2 separate regions of the Mus musculus genome follow, and region 1 is linked to region 2. Evidence: chromatin contacts called from public Hi-C data. All regions are on one chromosome and are shown on one strand. Each heading gives the region's core, a stretch centred on a gene start, on an enhancer-like site or on the middle of the called end of the contact. The rest is flanking DNA. Distances are from core to core; before and after follow the strand shown.

Region 1 (5,425 bases), core at 167-2,666, 5.1 Mb after region 2:
GGTTCTGTGTTTGGCACAGAGCAGGCCTCAGACACTTTGTTCAGTAGCTGAGCCCTGAAAGCCCGCTCTGAGGCTATCTTTATTGTGAGCACCGCTAGCCCCAGGCTGAGACTCGGCGCTGACCCGGCCGTAACTGCCAAGGGCCTGACAATGGGCACATCTGTCCTTTCTCCAAGGGATAAAAGCACCTAAGCAGACAAGGCTCTGCCTTTTGTTACGGACTTTTTTCTTTCTTTCTTTTGTAAATAAAAGAAAGCCGCGGCATGTGGCGGCCGGGTGTGTGTCCCACACTGGGGGCCTCCCCACGCGTCCCCACCAGGCTGAAGGCCCGGGTTCAATTCCGGATTGGAGCGTGACTGTGACAGGGGCACAATTATGCCCAAAGCTGAATTGATTTTCAAATCTGGAGGCTTCTTGCAGGGACGCCAGGAAAAGGAAAGCGTCCCTGCGGTCCAAGCCGCTCGGCTCAGCCGCGTGCACTCTGCCTGCGTGGGGTACTTCTTCCAAGCCTCTAGGTTCTTTTCTAGAAAGGCTGTGGAGTAACTAAAAAACCAGCTCCGTCCCCCCCCCCCCGCCCCCTTCCATGCTAACCAGGCCCTCTCTCCTGTCTCCCTCAGTATCCCCCAAGCAGAGTTATCCAAAGTGGGAGAGCTATCTTAATTGGGAGCAAAGTGACAGACCTTCTTTGAGGTCTGGGACAGTGAGGGGTGGCCTCGATCTGAGTGCTCCTCACTGAGCACAGATTCCTGAGTGCTCCTCGGCCCCGGGCTCAGATGGAGAAAGGTAGTTCGAGGAGTACTTGAGAGGATCATGGATGGCAGTTCGGGATACAGCGTCCCGACCTAGGCCTTCAGGGTATATACACGTCCCAAGTCCCCGTAGGACAACTATTTAAGGACAGTGAATGAGTTGGTCTCCAGCGATCCTCTAGGGAATAAAGCCCAATGGGCGAGTGGGCTTTGGGCCATGACATAGTTTCTACTCCCCGCCGGTAACCTGTACCGGGAACTAGCAACTCAGACTCAGGGGCTCTGGTTCTCAAACCTAGCTGGCTCACGGTGACAGAAACCAGGCAAGAAAGTCCGGATGGAAAGAGAGAGGGAGGTAGTGAGGAAGACCAGGAGGTAGCAAGTCTCCGAGGACTGTGGAGGCGGCTCCAGGTCGCACTCTGCGCGCGTCCCGTGCACGTGCTCACTGATCCCGGGCCATTCGGCGCCGCTGAGAAAGCTCTGTCCCCCCCACCCCCACCCCACCCCCTCGGTTCATTTGTGCTGGGACGTCACGGAGCGCTGGGACCGAGGGGGCGGGGCCTGGAAGCGCGCATGCGCGCTACGCCCGGCGGGCGTGAGGGCGGGCAGCGGCAGCGGCGGCGGCTACGGAATCGCAGCCACAGTCTGCAACAGTAACCGAGCCATGGCTCGAGCTGGCGGGCGGCACAGGCAGGCAGCAGCCGCGGCAGGCGCACGGGCCGCGTCAAGGGAGCCTGGGGCAGCAGGATTCTAAGAAGAGGGGCGAGAGGGGGCCGGGCTGGGTGGGCTAGGGGTACCGCGCTCTCCCAACAGCACGGGTCCTTTTTGGAAATTAATATTAAAAGAAAAAAAAAAGACAGAGGGGAAGGTGGGAGCAAGAGAGAAGGCAAGACACACACAGAGAGAGCGAGAGACACAGATCCCCACAGTGAGAGGAAGAAAGGCCACAGTCGCAGGCAGCCGATGTGAAGACTGGACTCCTTGCGCCCCTCGCCGCCTCTGCCCGGCCACATCGATGTTGCAGCCCGCTCGCCCGCATCACGATGAACGCACAGCTGACCATGGAGGCGATCGGCGAGCTGCACGGGGTGAGCCATGAGCCGGTGCCCGCCCCTGCTGACCTGCTGGGCGGCAGCCCTCACGCGCGCAGCTCCGTGGGACACCGCGGCAGCCACCTGCCTCCCGCGCACCCGCGTTCCATGGGCATGGCGTCCCTGCTGGACGGCGGCAGCGGAGGCAGCGATTACCACCACCACCACCGCGCCCCTGAGCACAGCTTGGCTGGCCCCCTGCACCCCACCATGACCATGGCCTGTGAAACTCCCCCAGGTATGAGCATGCCCACCACCTACACTACCTTAACCCCTCTGCAGCCGCTGCCGCCCATCTCCACCGTGTCCGACAAGTTCCCTCACCATCATCACCACCACCATCACCACCACCACCCACACCACCACCAGCGCCTGGCGGGCAACGTGAGCGGTAGTTTCACACTTATGCGGGATGAGCGCGGGCTGGCCTCTATGAATAACCTCTATACCCCCTACCACAAGGACGTGGCTGGCATGGGCCAGAGCCTCTCGCCCCTCTCTGGCTCCGGTCTGGGCAGCATTCACAACTCCCAGCAAGGACTTCCCCACTATGCTCATCCCGGCGCGGCTATGCCCACCGACAAGATGCTCACCCCAAATGGCTTTGAAGCCCACCACCCTGCCATGCTCGGTCGCCACGGGGAGCAGCACCTCACGCCCACCTCGGCCGGCATGGTACCCATCAACGGCCTTCCTCCGCACCATCCTCATGCCCACCTGAATGCCCAGGGCCACGGACAGCTCCTGGGCACAGCCCGAGAGCCCAACCCTTCGGTGACCGGCGCGCAGGTCAGCAATGGAAGTAATTCAGGGCAGATGGAAGAGATCAATACCAAAGAGGTGGCGCAGCGTATCACCACCGAGCTCAAACGTTACAGCATCCCACAGGCCATCTTCGCGCAGAGGGTGCTCTGCCGTTCCCAGGGGACCCTTTCGGACCTGCTGCGAAACCCCAAGCCCTGGAGCAAACTCAAGTCGGGTCGGGAGACCTTCCGGAGGATGTGGAAGTGGCTGCAGGAGCCGGAGTTCCAGCGCATGTCGGCGCTCCGCTTAGCAGGTGAGGCGCTGGGCGCGTGGGCGAGATAAGGGACTGACGGTGGGAGGGAATGAGAAAGGCTGGGCGCGCTTCGTCCCGCTCCGCCTCCCCTTTCTTCAAGAGAGGTGTCCCTAGACCTGGAAGAGCCAGCTCAGGGAGTCAACCTCCTCCTCCTCCTTCTCCAAGGGCTCAGCGCATTGGGCTAAGGGAGGCTTCGAAGACCGAACAAGGTGGCCTCCGCGACTTCGGGGTTGCGTTTGTGCTCGGGGACAGAGCTGCAAGGTTTTGAGCCGCGGGCAGAGAGACTCTTGGAACCTGGCGGAATCTCAGCGGAACACAAGAGGGTTTAGGAAGGGACGAAGCATACCAAGAACTAGCACCCGTTGCTCAAGGCACATACCCCGCGCGGGCCAGGCGCTGTTCAAGCTGCCAGTCAATATTGGCTGAGCTGGCTGCGGCGACCCGCTCTTGGCCGATTTTATTGGCGCCACGCGCAAGGGGGTCCGCACTTCAATAGGGTGTGCACACAGATTCCAAACCTGCAGGCGATCAGTGCATGGCGGGCTGCTTTGGAGGGGTTATCACACATCGCTGAGTATATAACCAGCTGTGGAAAGGAAGGGGACAGAGGCGGACAGTGACCAGATCCCCCAGGAAACTCCCGGTTGAGCCTGGGCTGACAACTAGCTTTTGCGTCGTCGTCATGCTTTTTTTTTTTTCCCATCTAAGTCTCTGTGCTGCTACTGGGTGGGAATGTGTAAATGTCTTTCGAATCAGCAAGCCTGTCACCCAGTTCAAAATTCCTAGCAGGCTGTTTGATTGGGGGAGGGGGGCGGGGGACGACACTGAAAGTCTCAGCTGCCAAGTGCAGGCACCAGGCCTGGCTCCTGTAGTGGGCCAAGAGACCTAGTGGACAGCTGAGCTCAGCTGGAACTGCATCAGGGATCCAGGCACACTCGGCGACCCTTGAAGACGCGAGAAAAGGGCAGCCTAGGGGCGGACTGTGTTCATAGACCTGGGCGGAGGTTGTTGCGTTGATTGACTCCAGTATCCTTGTCCTCCCACCCCCAACCCCCCATCCCCAAGCCACACACACACACACACACACACACACACACACACACACAGCCTCATCTGAGCCTTGCGCCCAGGTCTGAGTCTTGGTGAAGAGAAAGGTAAACGCTGGAATGAGGGTTTGTTAATTAACTGATCGTTCTCCATTAATTCGTCCCTAGAGAATGAAAGACAGTCAATCCGCTCTGAGCCGAGGGCACTGAGCCGTTTCACAGACTAAAATCAAAGCGTGAGGCCGAACCCCCCTTCCCCCACCCGGTGTCTGCCAATGAGAAGCTGGGGAGAGGTAGGTGTGGACTAGCCTCAGATCCTAGTCCTCGAGGCTACCCTAACGGTTCCCCCCAATCTGGCTTCTAGAGGCCTTCCCTCGCGAATGCTATACTGCTTCAGCCTCTGACCACCCAGAATTTCTAGCATAGCTAAGCCCTTTGCTATAAAGTTCTCAAAGCAGACTCTGGTTGGTGACCCAGGAATCTGATGAGGCCTCAGCTCAGATGGAGGACCTGGGCTGATGGAATGTCACCCCTAAGCCTTCCCGGTTCCATTCTGTAGCACTCTGTGTAGCTCCATTGGGCCCCTGCGAGCAGCTGACCTTGCTGCTCTCTCTCCCTTCTGCTCCAGAACCTTCCACTACACCTTCTTGAAGCCATTGCTCCAGACCTTCCAGGCAAGGTAGTGCTTTGAGGCTATCCATTGTGGGGTCCAGGAGTGTGGATAAAAAGCTACTCCCTCATGAAAGTCACACCCCATTACTTGGTGAAGACACTCGAGACGTCAGTGACATCCCACATGGTCTCTGTCACAGGATGGTCTCTGTCACTGCCGGGAAGGACAGACTGATATGATAGGTCCTGTACTGAGCCGATTGCTTAGTCCTGGAAACCTAACCTGTCTGTCCTATGCAAGGTCCACTGACTTCCAGATAAGAAAATTGAGCCAGGGATTTGGGGGGTGGCTGCTTGGTGCTGGGGAGCCCCATGAAGGAAGACCAAGTTCTAGAACCTGTGCACCAAAGGGATGAGTTGGGTGCTGAGCTCATGAGACCTAGAAGGTCGTCTTAGGGATATCTACACACCTAAGTCCAGATGGCTAGCTCTCTGTTATTCTTGGCACCAGGCATCTGGCCCTTTCCTAGAATGTGTGGCACACGGGAGGCGTCAGTGGATGTAAAACCAGGGGACACTGGATGTCCTGAGACACAGCAGAGCACCTCCTATTTCGTTTCTTTTTCCTTTCTTTCTTTCTTTCTTTCTTTCTTTCTTTCTTTCTTTCTTTCTTCCTTCTTTTCCTATTTGGTTTCTTTAACATAAAGGCCTCAGTGAGGCAGGGGAGGGGGCTGGGGGGAGGGGAAAAAGGTACTCACAGCAAAGAGCTCAGAACCATCCCATTCTCCAGGAAAGTCGCAGCCTATTTTTGGAGCCACTAAAGAAAACCCAGCCCTGCTCATTGATTTCTTTCTTTAAAGAGAAGTCGGT
Region 2 (5,547 bases), core at 1,465-3,964:
CCTAGCCTGGCAGATTTTCAAGTTCACTGTTTACATTTTTTTTTAAACCGCGCGCTTTGTAAACAATAACGGTGACTTTTAGCTGTGTTTTGCTTGTGTGTAGGACAAGCATCCTCCGGAGTTTTAGCAGCCTCCCTCCTCACTCCCAGCTAAGGGAGCTTCTGGCCGGAAACAAAACCCAGAAGGGGAAAAAAATCTTTAGAAGCCCGGGAGGCAGAGCCGCAGCCGGGGAAAGTAGCGGTCCGCCCATCCCGGCCTGATGGGCGGAGGCGATCCCTTTGGAGGATCAGTGAGTTGGTCTTGTGGCCACAGATTTTCAGGACCTAAGAAGATCCGGCCCTCTTAGTGCGGCTGCAGCCTCGGCGGGCTTCTGCTCCCGGGCAGTGTCTCTGGTCTTGAAATTGCGCAGAGTCCAGAGCTATGCCTCTCCAAGCTCAGAAGACGAGTAGTTTTGTTGTTTTGTTTTGTTTTGTTTTGTTTTGTTTTGTTTTGTTTTGTTTTGTTTTGTTTCTGTTTTCTCCGAGCAGGAGGGAGTCAGGGTGTTCTGCCTGTTGGATGGGAGTGCATTTCAGGGTCCCAGGAGGGACCGCTTGGCTTGGATTAGCCCCTGTTTTCTCTGGTGCCCTAGAGGGACCGAAGACAACTTTCACACGCCTTCCGGCAAGTTTGTGGTTTGTCTTCTGGTTCCAAAACCAAAAGTTCTTCTAAGAGCGAGGACTGAAGAAGGTAGAATGGGCAAGTCGGGGTGGCGGTTTTAGGTCGCGGAGGGCTGGACCCGGAGCAGGGAAGTGTTGAGAGGGGTGGTGTGGACCAAGACGGAGCCCCAGCTTCCTTGGGTCAGTGCACGGCCACCGAGTGCAAGGCGGAGGCCGGGCTGGTGAGTGTCTCGCTAGGGGTGGCGGGGCTGCTTTGGCTGGTGGCTGTCTGCGAGGAGGTGGGGCTGAGCGAAGGCGGCGAGTTCGAGAGCAGGGTGGGGATGGGTGCGGGCAGAGCTGGCAGCGCGGGCACTGCGGCCGGCGTGGGCTTGATGGGCACTGGGATGGCGGGCAACGTCTGGCCCGCGGCGTGGCACAGCGGCTTCAGCGGCACTCCATAGGCGCTGTAGTCGCCACTAGTCATGGAGATGGGGGTGGCTGAGTCGATCATACCCGCGGAACCGTACACATGTGGCCATCCAGTGCCCAGAGAGCTGCCCATGGTAGTTAACTGGTTAGGGAGAGGATAGGCAGCCGGAACCGGCTGCATGGCAGAGAAGGCCAGCCCCCCAGGCATCTTGTACTCCCTAGCGATGATGTTCTCGATAGCAAAGGGATGCTTGAAGCCGGAAGGCTGCGCCACACCGCCCAGGTTGTACGCAGCGGCCGGCATCTGCGGCAGATGCGTGCCCGAGGCGGCCAGCGCGCTGAGCCGCAGCTTAGCCTGCTGCTGGAGGTACTGCGCGGCGTCCGCCGGCTTGCTGGGCGCCAGGTGGTCTGACTTGAGCACCTTGAAGCGCTTGCGACGCCGCAGGAAGCTCCCGTTCTCGAACATGTCCCCGCAGCTGGGATGCAGCGCCCAGAAGCTGCCCTTGCCCGGCTGGTCTGGCCGCCTCGGGATCTTGATGAAGCAATCGTTGAAGGAGAGATTGTGGCGCAGGCTGTTCTGCCAGCGCTGCGTGTTCTCCCGGTAGTAGGGGAAGCGGTCCATGATGAACTTGTAGATCTCGCTGAGCGGCAGCATCTTCTCCGGAGAGCTCTGGATGGCCATGGCGGTCAGCGAGATGTATGAGTAGGGCGGCTTCTGGTCGCTGTACGTGTTGCGGCCCGGCCGAGGCATCTTCTTGCTTGGCCACTTGCTCAGGGTCCGCGCGGCCCGGAGGACTGGTCGAATCTGAGAAGGGGGGAGGTGATGGAGAAGGGCAGCATAGGTGCAGAGACACTGGCGAGGTCACTCAGGCCGAGTCACAGATATAGGGGGTGGGGAAGAGGGGATTCGGGTGCCAGCAACTTTGCGCACCAAACTGGGTAAGACTCAGCTAGGGGAAGTGGAGAGGGGAAGACCGAGAGCAGCAGAGAGGTTTGCAGGAAAGTAGGTAGGACCTGGATTCAGGGGAGGGGACAGAGAGATAGATGCTCACCTTAAAGTTGTTCCAAGTTGCCGGTCCGCATCCGGGATGGCGTGGCTGGTGGCCGAGTCCCTCCCTGCGCGCGACCGGAGCGCAGCGTCGGGGAGCAGTGAGACTCGCTGCCAGCTAGGCTTGGACTCAGCCCGGTAGAGCTCCTCTCCGCGGGCTGCGCAGCGCGCTCGTGGGTCGTGCGCCCTGCTGGGAGACCGAACTCGGCTGCGGAGTGCCCGTGAGGACAGTGGCAGACGCCGCCTCAGGGATCCAGAGGACGCTGCTGTGGTGTTCGTGGTTCCGCTGAGCTAGGTGGCTGCCTCCATGTCCACCCTCGAACCATCTGATAGTTTTAAGCGGTGACAGGAGCAGAAAAGACCCCTGTAGCGGCGCTTCATTAATGTGCCACTTCTTAGCTATCGTATGACAATCGCCTTGGGAGGAGGAGGAAAAGGAGGGGGAGCGGGGGCTGCAGAGGGAGGGGACTGAGGGAGAGGAGAGAGAGCCTGGCCAGCGCTGGTTTCTTTCACACCTATTTACATGGACACCTTGGCCAATAGGAATCACTTCCAGCCGAAGACTGGGAGACCGGGAAGAGCCTCTGCCGCCCGCGGGGAGCGGGCAGCGCCTACCGGTGTGCGCAATGGGAAGGTATGAGCGGAGCAGCGCGCGGAGCCGGCTGGCAGGTGACCACTCACTCTGAGCTATCTGCCGCGCCGGTGGTGTTTGACATGGAAATTGCTCGGCTGGGGTATTCTGTTTCCTTTGCTTTGTGTCGGGTTTGTATTGTTAGCTAACTTATAGCACAGGCTTTCTCCTGAAGGGCGACCTTTCTACTTTGGTTGCCACTGCGCGGGGTTGATTGGATGGGTTGTTCAAATGGAAACCTACCTCGCAATCCCACCCCCAGTCCTGCAAGAGGCAGGTAGAAATTTGTCTGTCGCTTTAAAAAGGTGGTAAAGTTAATAGACGCATATAGATAGATATATTTGGACAGCTGGGTGGATAAGTCCGTTTTGAATATATATATATTCAATATATATATATTGGTTGTGAGCCTAGCCTTTAACGGCTGAGCCATCTCTCCAGGCCAAGGTAAGTTTGGGGTTTTTGTTTTTTGTTTTTTGTTCTTTGAAAAGAATGGATGAATGTATTAGGTTCTGCTTTAATACGTTTTTCAGAGATTTAATGGGCACAAGGACGTTCAGGGTAAATTGAGGCAAGGCAGCGTGTGGGCCTGGGGAGGGCGGGAGTTTGTCCAATGTACGCTATGGCTTCCGGGTCTCCTTTTTCCAGGTGCTTGCGAAGTCTGAGGTTTCTTGGAAGTTAGCGGGTCAGCATTTTGCAGACCCCTCCCCCTTTTTACATGGGAATAGTTTCTTTAGAGTTTAGAACTCCATGAAAAGACAAACAGTGCCTGCTGAGACCAGCGAGGTTTTTTTTTTGGGGGGGGGGGGGGCACGTGGCACCAGGCCTGGAGAGAATAGCGGGCTCCTTCGAGTTCATATTTGCCTTGTGAGGATTAAATGAATCATTAGTATCATTATCATCATCATCTTCTTCTTCGTCGTCGCCGTCTTCATCAAACTGTTAGGGAATAAACCGCGACTCAACCCTTCGGCTTGCACGCAATGAGTACAAGCCAGGAGTTCCACGCTTTTCAGCGCTTTCCGGGGGCCTTTGTGGTTTTAAAAAGAACCCCATGCCACTAGGTTAAATACTTAATACCTACAGCCTAACAGAACTGTCTTTAAACTCCGAAAACCTCTTTTTCCTTTTTTCTTTCTTCCTCCCCCTCCCCCATAGGAGCAGACTGATAGTTGTAGTGTGACGTTTGTTACACTTTGAGTGACAGTAGAGCATTAGTCTGTGAATAGCAAGAAAACCTTTCAGCTTCCGAGCGCGCGCACACACACACATACACACACACACACACACACACACACACACACACACACACACACACACATCCCTACTCACATAACTTCATTAACCACAGTTTCGAAGCCGGTCAATAACTCACCAAAACGTAACTTAAACACGACGAATTTAGGAGATTAAACAATTTCATTAATATTGAAATGGCTCTGGCGCCTGGGCTGCTGCGCTTTAGATGCAAGCGCACGTTTTTCAATATTAACAGAGTGCTTGAAGGGAAGACTCAAGTCACCTTCTTAATTCGGGGGAAAAAATAACCAGGAGGAGGGAGGAGGTGCGAGCAGGGGGGTGGGGGTAGAAGCATTGACCCGTCTCTGGGGGCAAGGCTAGAACAGGGCAGATATGTGGATCTCCCTTCTCCAAAGATTAAATCAGTTGGACCCTAGGCCCAGTTTGGGCCAGAGGCAGCCCTACTGGACTGAGCTGCGCGCGCTACAACAACAAACTAAGGTTTGGTGGTGTTTCTGCGCGTGCCCGGGTTAGGCTCCAGGGCCTGCAGTGGGAGGAGCTGGGAGCGCAAAGGGGTGGGGAACCCGAGGGGTGTTTGAAGTGGGATGGAGTTCTGGTTCCTTGCCTTGCTTGCTCTAGATAGAGCTTCGGAGGCACTAAAGCAATCGCGGCTTTAAGCCAAGGTAGGATTGCTCCTGGGTGGAAAGGTGCCGGCTTGGAAGCCCTTGAGTATTTTACAGATTCCCTTTAGCAAACATGTGCAGGGGTTCATACCGAAATGCAAAGATGGATAAAATATTTATGGTGATTGCATCCCAGATGGTAAAAGACCATCGTCCCTACCTCCCCCCCCCCCAGCCCTACCCCCAATGGCAACCAGTAAGATACTTTTCTACCCGGTCTGGGTGAGGAATAGCGTAAGGTTTAACAATTGACATTTTGTTGTCCTGCAAAAGGGGTCTTTGTGTGGTTGTCGAAATCACTGCTCAGAGCAAACAGAAGATTAACTAAATTCTAAAAGTGAAAACGTTCACGGGGGGGGGGGGGACACGGACAAACCCAAAACAATCACTTTAACTTGGAATAAATCTTTGTTCATTTCCCTGGGGAAAGTTGTCACCACTGTGTCCATGCAGTATTACATGTAGGAATTGATGTTTGCCGAATTTTCAGTCTCATTACTTTTGAGAAGGAAGCTGAGGCTCACTGCCCATGTTTAGGGTTAATCAAGTAAACAGAACTTAATCACTTAAGTTTGCTTGTGAGGGGAATGGAGCTGTAGAGGCACATTTAACTCCCGGGCATTGCTGCAAAGTTCTACCTCAGTTCCTGTCAGAGGTCTTCAAAGCCCTAGAGAGGGAGGGTGGAGTTGCAAGCTGTTTACAGCATTTTAAGGATGGTATTATAAAGAGACTGAATGCTTTCCAGAAATCTTGAAAAAGTGCGTCAGTCTTTTGTACAAAACCCAAAGCCAATAGAAGCTTGGTGGAGGTGGGAGGGGGCAACATCCGACCGGGGGGCTTAAGGGGTTGTTGGGAAAACTATATAAAACACACACAAGTCAA

The links. Hi-C and Micro-C count contacts between places; a contact is called where the count stands out from the background.
Region 1: a contact with region 2 is called in a Hi-C map of cerebellum, with 4 times the contacts expected there. The contact joins the promoter of Onecut1 here to the promoter of B230323A14Rik in region 2. A contact is called at or near these places in 2 of 39 promoter capture datasets (cranial neural crest and embryonic stem cells) and 13 of 484 Hi-C or Micro-C datasets (B cells, cerebellum, cortical neurons and 4 more).

What each region holds. Positions count from the first base shown.
Region 1 is chr9:74,860,505-74,865,929 of GRCm38.p6, forward strand. Onecut1 (one cut domain, family member 1) reads left to right here and starts at 1,417. Exons shown (of 2, transcript NM_008262.3): 1 at 1,417-2,897. The coding sequence starts at 1,793. It overlaps Gm33562 (a long non-coding RNA gene), which reads right to left and starts at 2,632. Exons shown (of 4, transcript XR_870924.1): 1 at 2,558-2,632. It overlaps Gm38678 (a long non-coding RNA gene), which reads left to right and starts at 5,294. Exons shown (of 3, transcript XR_870922.2): 1 at 5,294-5,425.
Region 2 is chr9:69,758,432-69,763,978 of GRCm38.p6, forward strand. It overlaps B230323A14Rik (RIKEN cDNA B230323A14 gene), which reads left to right and starts at 2,715. Exons shown (of 5, transcript NR_040765.1): 1 at 2,715-2,781. Foxb1 (forkhead box B1) reads right to left here and starts at 2,509. Exons shown (of 2, transcript NM_022378.3): 1 at 2,117-2,509; 2 at 1-1,869. The coding sequence starts at 1,815. The coding sequence ends at 838.